Regions from separate parts of the Gossypium arboreum genome. Here region 2 is linked to region 1. The links are chromatin contacts, called in public Hi-C maps. All regions are on one chromosome and are shown on one strand. The core of a region is the stretch at or near the end of the contact, and the rest is flanking DNA. Distances in the headings are between cores, read along the strand shown.

Region 1 (5,448 bases), core at 2,007-4,506:
TTTTAACCTATAAAAACACATAATTGATGATTGCAATGACATTTTACTACGTTTATAATAAAAACATATCTTTATAAATTTGTGATTCAAAACAGTATACAATCCTCTATGAAAATTATGATATTACCCACTCTGAAGCTTTTTTAGCAGCTTTTTATCTCTAACTCCATCATGAAGAAGATCATATGCATAATAAGTTATATGACCCTTTTTCAACAAATCTTCTACAACTATCTTAGGAGCTGCAATTTCCTTCTTATCTGACTCGAAAATGGTGTTCACGATCTCAGGAACAATGTCCTTTTTCACCATAAGGTGGATGAGACCAACTGCATTATTAACCCTATTCTCTACGCAAAGACAGTTTATAACCCGTCCGAATGTTGTTAACGATGGAATGAACCCTTTTGTAACTTTTTCCAGAAGGAAATCATAACCTGAATCAACCCTTCCCGTTTTGCAGAAGCCATCAATCATGACACGATACGTATAACTGTCAGGGGTATAACCATTTTCACCCATTTCATGGAAAAGCTTTTCAGCCATATTGATCTTTAGCTTCTCAGAAAAAGCATTGATCATAATATTGTACGTCGCCGTTGTATGACAAACCGTGTATCTTTGTCCCATTCTTTTAAACAGCTGATATGCTCCATCCAGGTCTCCGTTATCACAAAATCCATGGATCAGCGTGCCAAAACTAACGATATCTGGAGAAAGACCCTTCTTTTCTATTTCCTCGAGCAAGTCCATTGCTTCGTTAACTTTTCGAGCTTTACAGAGGCTCTCAACAAGTATATTGTATGTGATTACATTGGGAATGCACCCTTTCTCCATCATGGTTTTAAAAGTTTCCATGACATCTTCGGACTTCGAAGTTTTACAGAGGCCATTCAGCACAGAGTTATATGTTATCACATCAGGAATAACATCATAGTTCCACATTTGATTTAAAATCTCAACTGCATTTTCCACTTTCAACTGCTTACAGTATCCATCGATCAAAGTATTAAATGTAAAAATATCCGGAAGGTAACCTTTCGCAATAGCATCATTCAGTAAATTGTTAGCATCAGAGACACACCCCATCTTGCATAATCCATTTATAACTATATTGTAAGTCCATATGTTGGGACTGCAACCATTTTCCGACATCTCATTCATCAGCTGCAAGGCTTGCAAAATCAGCCCCTGCAAAGACAACCCTTTGATAAGAGTGTTATACATAATAATATTAGGTTTTAATCCTTTCCCCAAAGCCTCATTAAATACAGCCACAGCACGGTCTGTCTCACCATGCTGGCATAAACCGTTAATTAAGGAACAATAAGTGAATTCATCGGGAATAAAACCCTTGAAAACTGCATCGTTGAGAATCTTATCTGCATTTTGTATTATGCCCAATTTGCAATATCCATCAATGACAGCATTGTAGGTAAAACCATCTGGCTCCAAACCTTCATTCACCATTTTATGCAAAAATATTTCAGCTTCTACAACCTTGGCGCTCTTACACAAGCCACATATTAAGGTATTGTATGTAACAACATCTGGTTTCAGACCTTCCTCAGCCACACCATTCAAAAAACTAACGGCCTCATTTAGTGCACCTTTTCTGCAAAGCCCTTGGATAAAGATATTGACTGTAAACAAATTTGGAGACACTCCCCTCTTCATGACCTTGTTCAGCAGCTTTTCGCTTTCTCGAACATTCCCCTTCTTGCAAAGAATGTGTATAAGTTTATTAAAAGAAGTGATATTTGGAGCAATTCCGAGCTTAAGCATCTCATCAAACAACTCATATGCCTCAATGTGATGGTTCTCTTCAAAAAACCCTCCTACTACAGTACAATAAGCTGCTGCATTTATCTCACATCCTAGCATAGGCATGTTTCTAAGAAGCCTTAAAGCAGCATGAGGCCTCTTTGTCCTACAAAATGACTTTATCCTAATCGTAAAAGTGTACACGTCGGGGACGATCCCTTTATCTCTCATTCTCATATACACCTTGTGCGCTTGATTGAAATATCCATATTCAACCAAAATATTCATGATTGCATTATATGATAAAACTGTTGGCTCGCAATTATAAAAATCCATCCTTTCAAACACAGCGATGGCTTCCTGAACTTTCTGTTTGCGTCCATAATTTCTCATGCACCCGATATAAACTCCTTCAAGCAGACTGCTGTCGACATTCAGTCTCATCTCTAGCAGTACCTTCTCCATAGCCTCAAATTCCCCATGAAACCCAAGCTTGTCAATCATGCACTTATAGGTTAACAAAGTATGCTTGAATCCATCTTCTTTCTTTACTGCATTGAACATTTGAAGCGCTTTGAGCGGATCCCTTTGGTGTTTTACAACTGCAGCTACATGTTTAGGAAGCAAAGCAGGACTCATTCCAAAAAGAGAAATCTAACACAATATAATCATATCCAAACCTATTAAGCCAATTAACATCTGAAGGCGTTCAGCTCTTCTTCTCACATTAAGCTTTGGCTTATCCTAAAACAAGAAAAAAATTACCCAAAAGAAATGACCATTAGTTTGTAATTCGAAAAACCCTAGTCCAAAATTAGATACTCTTTTCAGGAATGAAAAGCTCTACACTTCAATGATTAACAGATATAAAAAGGAATCAAATCCTTCAATGCTAAATCTAAGATAATATGGGAAACAAGTAAAGTAAGCAAATGGGTTAAAAAAATTGTCTTCTTTTCTTCCACTTTCTCAGGAAACAAATAAAAGCAGCAATGCATTAACTACTCGATATTAGCATAGACAATAAATAAATAAATAAAACTGAAACATAGAATTAAAGAAAGAAAGGATACCAGAAAAAAGTTGCAGCATTTGTAATGCCCGAAAGTAGCCAAGAAGAGATTGAACTCCAATTTGAATTGGCGTGGCTGAAGGTTATTCCAAAGGGAGAAAAGGTAGCGGGAGTTTCAGAATTCAACCCAATCAACGGTTCAGATATCGCTATTTGAAGCTTAAATTGGGACCCATCTCGTATACTCAATCGAACGGCAAGCAGGGTAATATAAAGTATCTCCAATTTTCATTCTTTTCAACTGCGCTTTGAAGAGCAGGAGAAAGGGAAAAAAATGGCTATAGTGGAAGGGTGCGTGAAAGTAGAGACGGGTTTGGATTTGGGTTGGGGTTTGGATGGAGAAATCATACCCTCTTATTGTGAGATGGCTCAGCCCCTACACATGCATGTTACCTTTTAATCGAGTATGGTGAGAATTTTCTTCTTTTGCGCGGTGCCTCTTATGAAGGTTTTAATTGATTTACCATTTAAATTTCAAGTCTTTATGTTAGTTGTCTAAGCAGCCATAGCAAGTATCCTAATGTGTGTTAAAGAATATGACAGCAATGGATTGAAAATACTCAAATCACTTAAAATCTAAGTTGAATTAATAATATGTAGATTAGTATTAGAGATCTGTATCTTGCTTATTTTTAATGTAACATATATATAAACGGTCACGTAGACACTATATCATTAAAATTAAAAATATAAATATTTTCATTTACTTGCTATATCATTAAAGTTAATAACCGTAAATAAATATTTTTATTTATTTTAAGGTGATTTTACAATTGTAAAGTGATTATGTCAAAATGTTTTATAGTTTATAATTATAAAATAGGATATTAACAGTGGTGTTGAGATGGCCGAGTTGGTCTAAGGCGCCAGATTAAGGTTCTGGTCCGAAAGGGCGTGGGTTCAAATCCCACTCTCAACAATGTTATGCTATTTTTATGTGTTCTTTTCTGTATAGTGGGTTTCTTTGGGCTTTTCTTTGTGAGCAGTATTTATTGGGGTTTTGTTTTTTTGTTTTTCATGGGGGTTCTTTTTTAAATGCGGTTATGAATTAATCGTACTTACAAACTTCGATTCTATTTTGTTGTTGAATTTCGTTAAAGCTTTGATTTTTCATTTGAATTTATGTTTAAAGTTTCTTCAATGAATAGCATTTTGAGCAGGCCATCTTGTTTAATCAAATCCACTCTTTTCACTAATTTTTTCTTAGATCAAGCTAATGGTTTTACTTCATTATTCTATATGCCCATATGTCAAAGTTTACCAATACTACGATGTAGTATTAAAATTTACTCTAAATTAATTCTAGTTTGTTTTATATTATTTTTACTTAATTTACATATTAATTATATTGTGAATTTCAAATATTACAATGTTGATGTTAATTATACAAATATAAAAGAATTTATTGTATCTTGTTGTGGGGTATGATACCATTTGAGAGAATGATGCTGAAAACAAGCACCATAAATATGTTACAAACTCTTTAATTTGAGACATTTAAGGCTTTTAAATGTGGTTGAGAAGACATTTGTTATTTTTAAAAAAAATACTTTACATATTAACATCACCTTAGTATAAAAAAAAAATTAGGTTGGATCATACTAGCATGTTGCATGTTTCATAAATTCAATCATATGTGGAATTGAAATGATTCATACTTGAAAAAGTACATGAAAGAAGGAGATCTTGATAATTCTAATGATGCAGATTAAAATTTAAATGATAATGAACTCGATCAAGAACAAACAAAGGACGATAGAAAGCATATGTTAAATATTAAAAAGGAATAATCTAACAAATCTACTACGAATAATTAGATAAAATTGCATATAATATTTTTCTTTTTGTTATTCTCATTAGTACTCATATTATCAATTGTTTTTTCTTTAAACTAAATAATACTTATGATGATTTGCTTTTAATTATTGTTACTTAATTAAAATTATTTTTATCATATTAATAATTCTTATAGTAATTAATATTTTAAAAGTATAAATGATGTAAATGTGTAATTATAATTTGTACTATCATGATATAAGGAATTACGTGTAATTAGAACATGCCTAGAGAATTATAATTATTTGTAATTAGAACAAAGTGTACTCTATACTATCCAAACGAACTCTAAATATTATTTAATATTTTAATATAAAAACAGAAATATTTTCAAAATGATATCATTTAAATAATATTTTAGTCCTTAAATTAATGTCTAATTAATTGATGAGTAAACAAAATAATAACGATAACTAGATTTGGAGCCTGTGACTTTTTCTAAACGTAATTTAATAAAATGAAAAGTTTGAGTAAATCTAGTGATCCAAAACAGAAATTACCCTTTTCCTTCGATCGGACAAAAATAATAGTGATATAGGGGACACGTGTCATTTTGTTAGGTGTCCATATCTACAGTAAAAACATGTATCTTGTTTTTAAAAAGCTATCAAGAAATAGTCGTAGAATGAAAAATAGTCGTAGAATGAAAAATGAAACTAGATGTAGTGAGCAAAAAGGTGATGAATTGTCATTCAATGCCCCAAGCAAGTAGGACCTCTTAAGGAGCCAAGTGACCTCCACTTCTTCCTGGATCATAGCCAAACTTCTCTCCTTAA
Region 2 (5,448 bases), core at 1,816-4,315, 170 kb before region 1:
ATTTCATGATTTTATTAATAGAATAAATTTAGTGTTAATTATGAATTTGTGTTTAATTTGTTAAAATATAATATGATGGCTATGAGTTTTTTTTTTGAACTTTTGATGAAAGTTAATTACTAATATTAATTAATTATAAATGTTTAAAAATTAACACATTACTTTTTAAGTATCAAATAATTTGTTAAGTTTATAAAATAAAATTACTTATATACACATTTTAATCTTTTGATACAATGCCTTTAATAGACAATTTTTCGGTAAACTACAAAAATAGTCACTTTTGTTTGCCTCATGTTACATTTTAGTCACTTATGTTTGAAATGTTACGTTTTAGTCACTTATATTATTATTTTGTTATGAAGTGATCACTCTTCCGTTAAGTTCTGTTATCTTCCTAACGGTAATCCTACGTGGCAGTCCAACGAGATATTACTGAATCTGCTAATACGTACTTCATCCGAATGAATCTTTATAGTTTACCCCAATTTTTTCTCATCACAATTACAGTTTCCAATCTTATTACTACAATAATTAATTACATTATCACCACTATTTTTAACTTCATCGAAATTAATAGTATTGATCATCCAAATGAATCTTGAAAAACTGATAAACAAACACCAAATATTATATTAAACCAAAATTGTAACCTACTAACACAGTAACTTTCAACCTAATACGATAAAGTTGAAGATGCCCTAAAGTCAGTTGTTTGCAAAAGCCTTAATTAAAATATTAAAAAACTAGTCCTAAATTGAACAAATAGCTAGAACACCAAATTTTTTTTTTCTAAAGATGGTTATTGATTGATTTGTTTTTGGTAAAGAAAGCTGGTTTTTATTTGAAAATTATTTCGGTCCTAGTTCTTACAGGAACTTTGTAAACTTGAACAAAACCATGTTATTGTTGTAGGTGTTTTTAAAATAGGTTTAAGTTTACAAAGGTGGTTTAAGAAGGAGAATCGAAATTAAACCCTAAGTCTAATTTTGAATTGCAAGAAGAACTACAAAATGAAACTCCAAGTTAATTAGTATATAGGGATTTCTAGTTTATTATGATCCAGTACATATATATAGCATAATAATAATATAGCTGTAATTTACACTTCTTGTTTCTTGCTTCTTCCCAGATAGGGCTGTTATCTTCCTGCTTATAAACTATAGAAAGAAAGGCCTAAAAAAACCTACAGACACACCAAAAAGAAACCCTAATTAAAACTTTGATGCGTTATATTAATTTAGTTTTTCAAAACAAAGCAGCACTATCTTGTAAAGACATGTTAATTAGGTCATCATCATGAGCCTGACCTGAAGCATCATCCAAGAGCCATTTCTCTATCAATCTGAGATTGGGCTTGCTTTCATCTTGGAACACACTGTTCTCGGCCACCGACACAGATTCATGAGAAATATTGTCTGAATTAGAGGAGTTGAAGGTTAAAAAGGAATCAAAACCCTCGGGTGTGGCTTCACTCAACGCTCCTTCATCACTAGAACTGGAGTTCTGAGTCATTGTTTCGGCCGATTTTGTTTGACGAGGCGCAGGTGCGGGTTTGGGTGGATTCTTCATCCAGTTCTGGAGCAACCGTGATATGTTCTCAGCACTTGATGCATAAGTAGTAGATGATTGAGATTGAGCTAGTCTTAAGTAAGGGTGAGAGAGCTTGAACTCAATGGAATTTGTCAAAGAGTTTGGTTTATCAAGGGATAAAGCATCAGAAAGGGCCTGTTTAGCCATCCTGATATCCGTTTGAAGCCTCCTCTCCCACTGCCCTTTGGACACTGATTGTGCAGAAGAAAACCCCTCTTGATTTTGGCCATCAACGCCTGTTTCAACCTTTTTCAGCTTCTTTTTCAAATGGGTGTTCCAGTAATTCTTTATGTCATTATCTGTTCTCTGAGGAAGATAGGAAGCTATGGCAGCCCATCTGCACCCCCCCAAAAAAAAAACAAACACTTCAAGTAAGAGACTCTCTCTCGAGAGAGAAAGAAACAAATATTTTATGATCGTAATCTTACCTATTGCCTAAAAGAGCTTGGAGATGGATGATCATGTTCTCTTCTTGTTCAGTGAAGTTACCACGTTTGATACCTGGCCGGAGATAGTTGGTCCATCGGAGCCTGCAACTCTTGCTGCATCTCAGCAAACCTGAAACATCAACATTAAAAAAAATCATTGAAGGAAACCAAATCCCTAATGAAAAGACCAAAAGTTAAAACCCCCCACACACATCTGAAAGGAGAGTAATGGAAAGAAACAAGATGAATTTAATGTTAAAAAGGAAGAGGCCTGTATATTTATTGCACCTCTTTAATGATCCCAACTAACACCCCAAACGAAAAATATGGAAAAAAGACCAAGAAAAGGGGATTGAAGTTAAAACTTGGAAGCTGAAAAAGAGTGAAACTGATTACATACCAGTATTAGTAGGAACAGATCTCCAATTTCCTGGACCGTGTTCTTGAATATAAGAGACCAATATGATATCTTCTTCAGGAGTCCATGGTCCCTTCTTCACACCGATTTTGTCACAGCAAGGAGGCCTACCCATCTTTCCACTTAAATTTCTTCTCTCTTTAGCACAAAGCTTAAGACCAACTTGAAGAAGAAGATTTGATTCAATGTTTGAGAAGCAAAAAAGGGTTATGAAGGATTTAAATGTTGATGTAATTGGTATGTGAAGGAAGAGGGTTTGAGATATAGCTAGGTAGATGTTGAAATCTGTTTTTTTTTTTGTGTCTACTATGTAAATACCCTAAGAGAAATGGTGGAGACAGACAAGGCTGAAAGGCAAGGGTTTGGTTTGGTTTGGTTTGGTTTGGTTATATATAAAGAAAAGAAGAGAGAAGAAGAGAGAGAATAGAGGCTGACCTGATTGATGGGGTAAAAGGGGTTTTTGCAAATTAAAAAATAAAAAAAGAGAGTCAAAACGGACATCACGCAGCATTTACTCATTGCTTGCCAAAAGTCAGCCTATGGTTTAGACTCTTGCTTTGCCTCTTAGCAGCTTTGCCTCTCAAAAACCGTGTGGCATTCATTGTCGGGTATGCTATGCTTAGACTTGGAGGTGCCACCGATTAACACTCTCTTTTCACTCTTTTTTTTTTTTTTCCTTTTAGCAATGAGACTTTATCTTGTCAAGGGAAAATTTGTGCAGATACTTAAATTTGCTAATCATGATTAAGTTATTTATTTTTACGATAACTTTAATTTTCTCATTCACATGTAAATAAATACTTACGTGTAATAATAAAGCATAGAAAAAGGATTGTATGAAACAGTGACGCCATGTCATCTGTATCCCTTTCTAATAGTTTTATGCCACATCAGTATTCTTATTCTGAATTTCAGGATTTTATCCTGAATTTTAGTATTTTAATTTAGATTTAATTTTTTTCCGGATAAAATCCTAAAATTCAGGATAAGAGTACTGATGTGGCATAAAATTATTGGAAAGGGATATAGATGACGTGGCGTCATTGTTTCATACAATCCTTTCCCATAAAGTATATTGTACTTTTAATAGAAAAGTACATATATGAATTTTAGAAATGATATTATTAAGAGGAGTAATCATAAGTTTTAAACATAAATTATAAAACAGACACAAAAAAATTAAAAAAAAAGTTATTAACTTTTCACTAAGTTGGCAAATTTGAACCATCTGATAAATTTTAAATTGGTTAATTTTGAATGGAGCCATTTTTTTATAAAGAAAGTGAATGAGATAGGAGTAAGGTGAATTTTTTTTTTGGACAATGATATAGAACTGTTATGGTAATTGTTTGTCCCGTACTACCTTGGTTCACTATATGAAATTATTATTTTACCTTTATATATTTATAACTACTAAAAAGATAAAAACGTGCAAATATATTATAAAAAACTCATATGTTTTATGCTGTTATTGAAATTAAATATTTTTCTTAAAAACTGTGTTAAAATATTTATTTTCCTTTAAAAATTAAAATATTAAAATATTTAACAAAATTAAATCAAAATGGGATGAATGAATCCCACATTTATAAAGGTGACAATAATTTTAAAATTGTACATTTATGATAGAGCGGGACGATGGAATAGATTTCACCCCAAAAACTTCTATTAAACTTGTGTCAGTGCTATGCGAAATGGATATACTAAAAAAAAAGAAAAAAACAAAAATATAATTTGAAAAAACAAAAATGTCTAAATATATAAATGTACACAATTTCAAGTCTACTATTATGTTTAAGCAACATTCATAATTTGCATATGCATCAAAATTCAATAGCTATGGTGAAATTATACTTTGCATGTTACCCATTATTTTTTAGTGACACGTTCGCATATAGATATTGATATAGCCTAGGTTTTATTATTTTAAAGTGTTAAAACATCTATAAGAAAATCAAAATACATAATGGTAAGTTTAGCTGCTTAATGCTAACTAAAACATTGTTTTCTTAATAATATTTGCATCACAACCCGCATGATAGCATACATGTGTGTCACACTAACATGATATTATTTGTCTTATTTTCATAAAATTATAAAATATATTTAAAAAAGATTTCAAATTTCAAAAATTATAAAAGCTGATGAAAATTAAAAAAAAGAAAAGAGAGCATAAAGTACATATAGATTCTCATGTTATCATGTTTAAAAATTTTAACATTTTAGTTAGTATTTTCGTAAAAAAAAAAAACAAATCAACTTATTTTTAAGGGCTTATGGTCAAATAAGACTATTTTAAAAGGTAGAAGATTAAATTTAATTAAAAATAAATAAGAATTAAATTGAAAAAGACATAAACATTAATAATTAAATTTATGGTTATGCTAAAGAAAAGTATATAAGTTTCCTAAAATTTAATAAGCAAACATGACCCGATTGCTTCTTTTTAGTAACTTGTTAAAGAATAATGATAAGATAAATATTTGATATATGGTATTGCATAAGTTTTATATATTATCAACGAATATCAATACAACAATATCATCATGAGTGAAATAAAAATAAAAATAAATTATAAAAATATTAATAATTTTATTTAAATATAAACTCTAAACCAAAAAATAAAGCAAAAGATAATAATGATAATTAATATTTGATTCAGGTTAAATAAAATGATAAATCTACTATTTTTATTTTTATTTTTCTAAAACTGAGATGTATTATTCACTAATTATACATTATCAAAATAAATTTAAAAAAGGATGGGTTTACTTGCTTAATTATTCGTCAAAGAAACTCTCCTCCAAATAGAAGTAGAAAATTCATTTTAAATTTGAAAGAAAAATAGATGAAATAATTTTTATGAAAAAGAGTGTTTTGTTAAGGCAATAATTACTTAATTTGGAAGGTAGTAGTGGTTAGCCAAGTTTTTATTGAATTTACCCATCATCCACTAAAAAGGGTTTATTTTCATATTTACATGAAATAATTATCATTGACAATAAATAT

What was found. Hi-C and Micro-C count contacts between places; a contact is called where the count stands out from the background.
Region 2: a Hi-C map of leaf shows a contact between it and region 1, with 7 times the contacts expected there. The contact joins the promoter of LOC108465934 here to the promoter of LOC108477280 in region 1. A contact is called at or near these places in 2 of 5 Hi-C or Micro-C datasets (both in leaf).

Annotation. Positions count from the first base shown.
Region 1 is chr12:108,007,404-108,012,851 of ASM2569848v2, reverse strand. It overlaps LOC108477280 (putative pentatricopeptide repeat-containing protein At1g74580), which reads right to left and starts at 3,256. Exons shown (of 2, transcript XM_017779786.2): 1 at 2,838-3,256; 2 at 52-2,508. The coding sequence starts at 2,403. The coding sequence ends at 124. TRNAL-AAG (transfer RNA leucine (anticodon AAG)) reads left to right here and starts at 3,675; the gene lies at 3,675-3,755.
Region 2 is chr12:108,176,789-108,182,236 of ASM2569848v2, reverse strand. It overlaps LOC108465934 (myb-related protein 306-like), which reads right to left and starts at 3,065. Exons shown (of 4, transcript XM_017766314.2): 1 at 2,422-3,065; 2 at 2,022-2,151; 3 at 1,311-1,930; 4 at 1,027-1,186. The coding sequence starts at 2,554. The coding sequence ends at 1,161.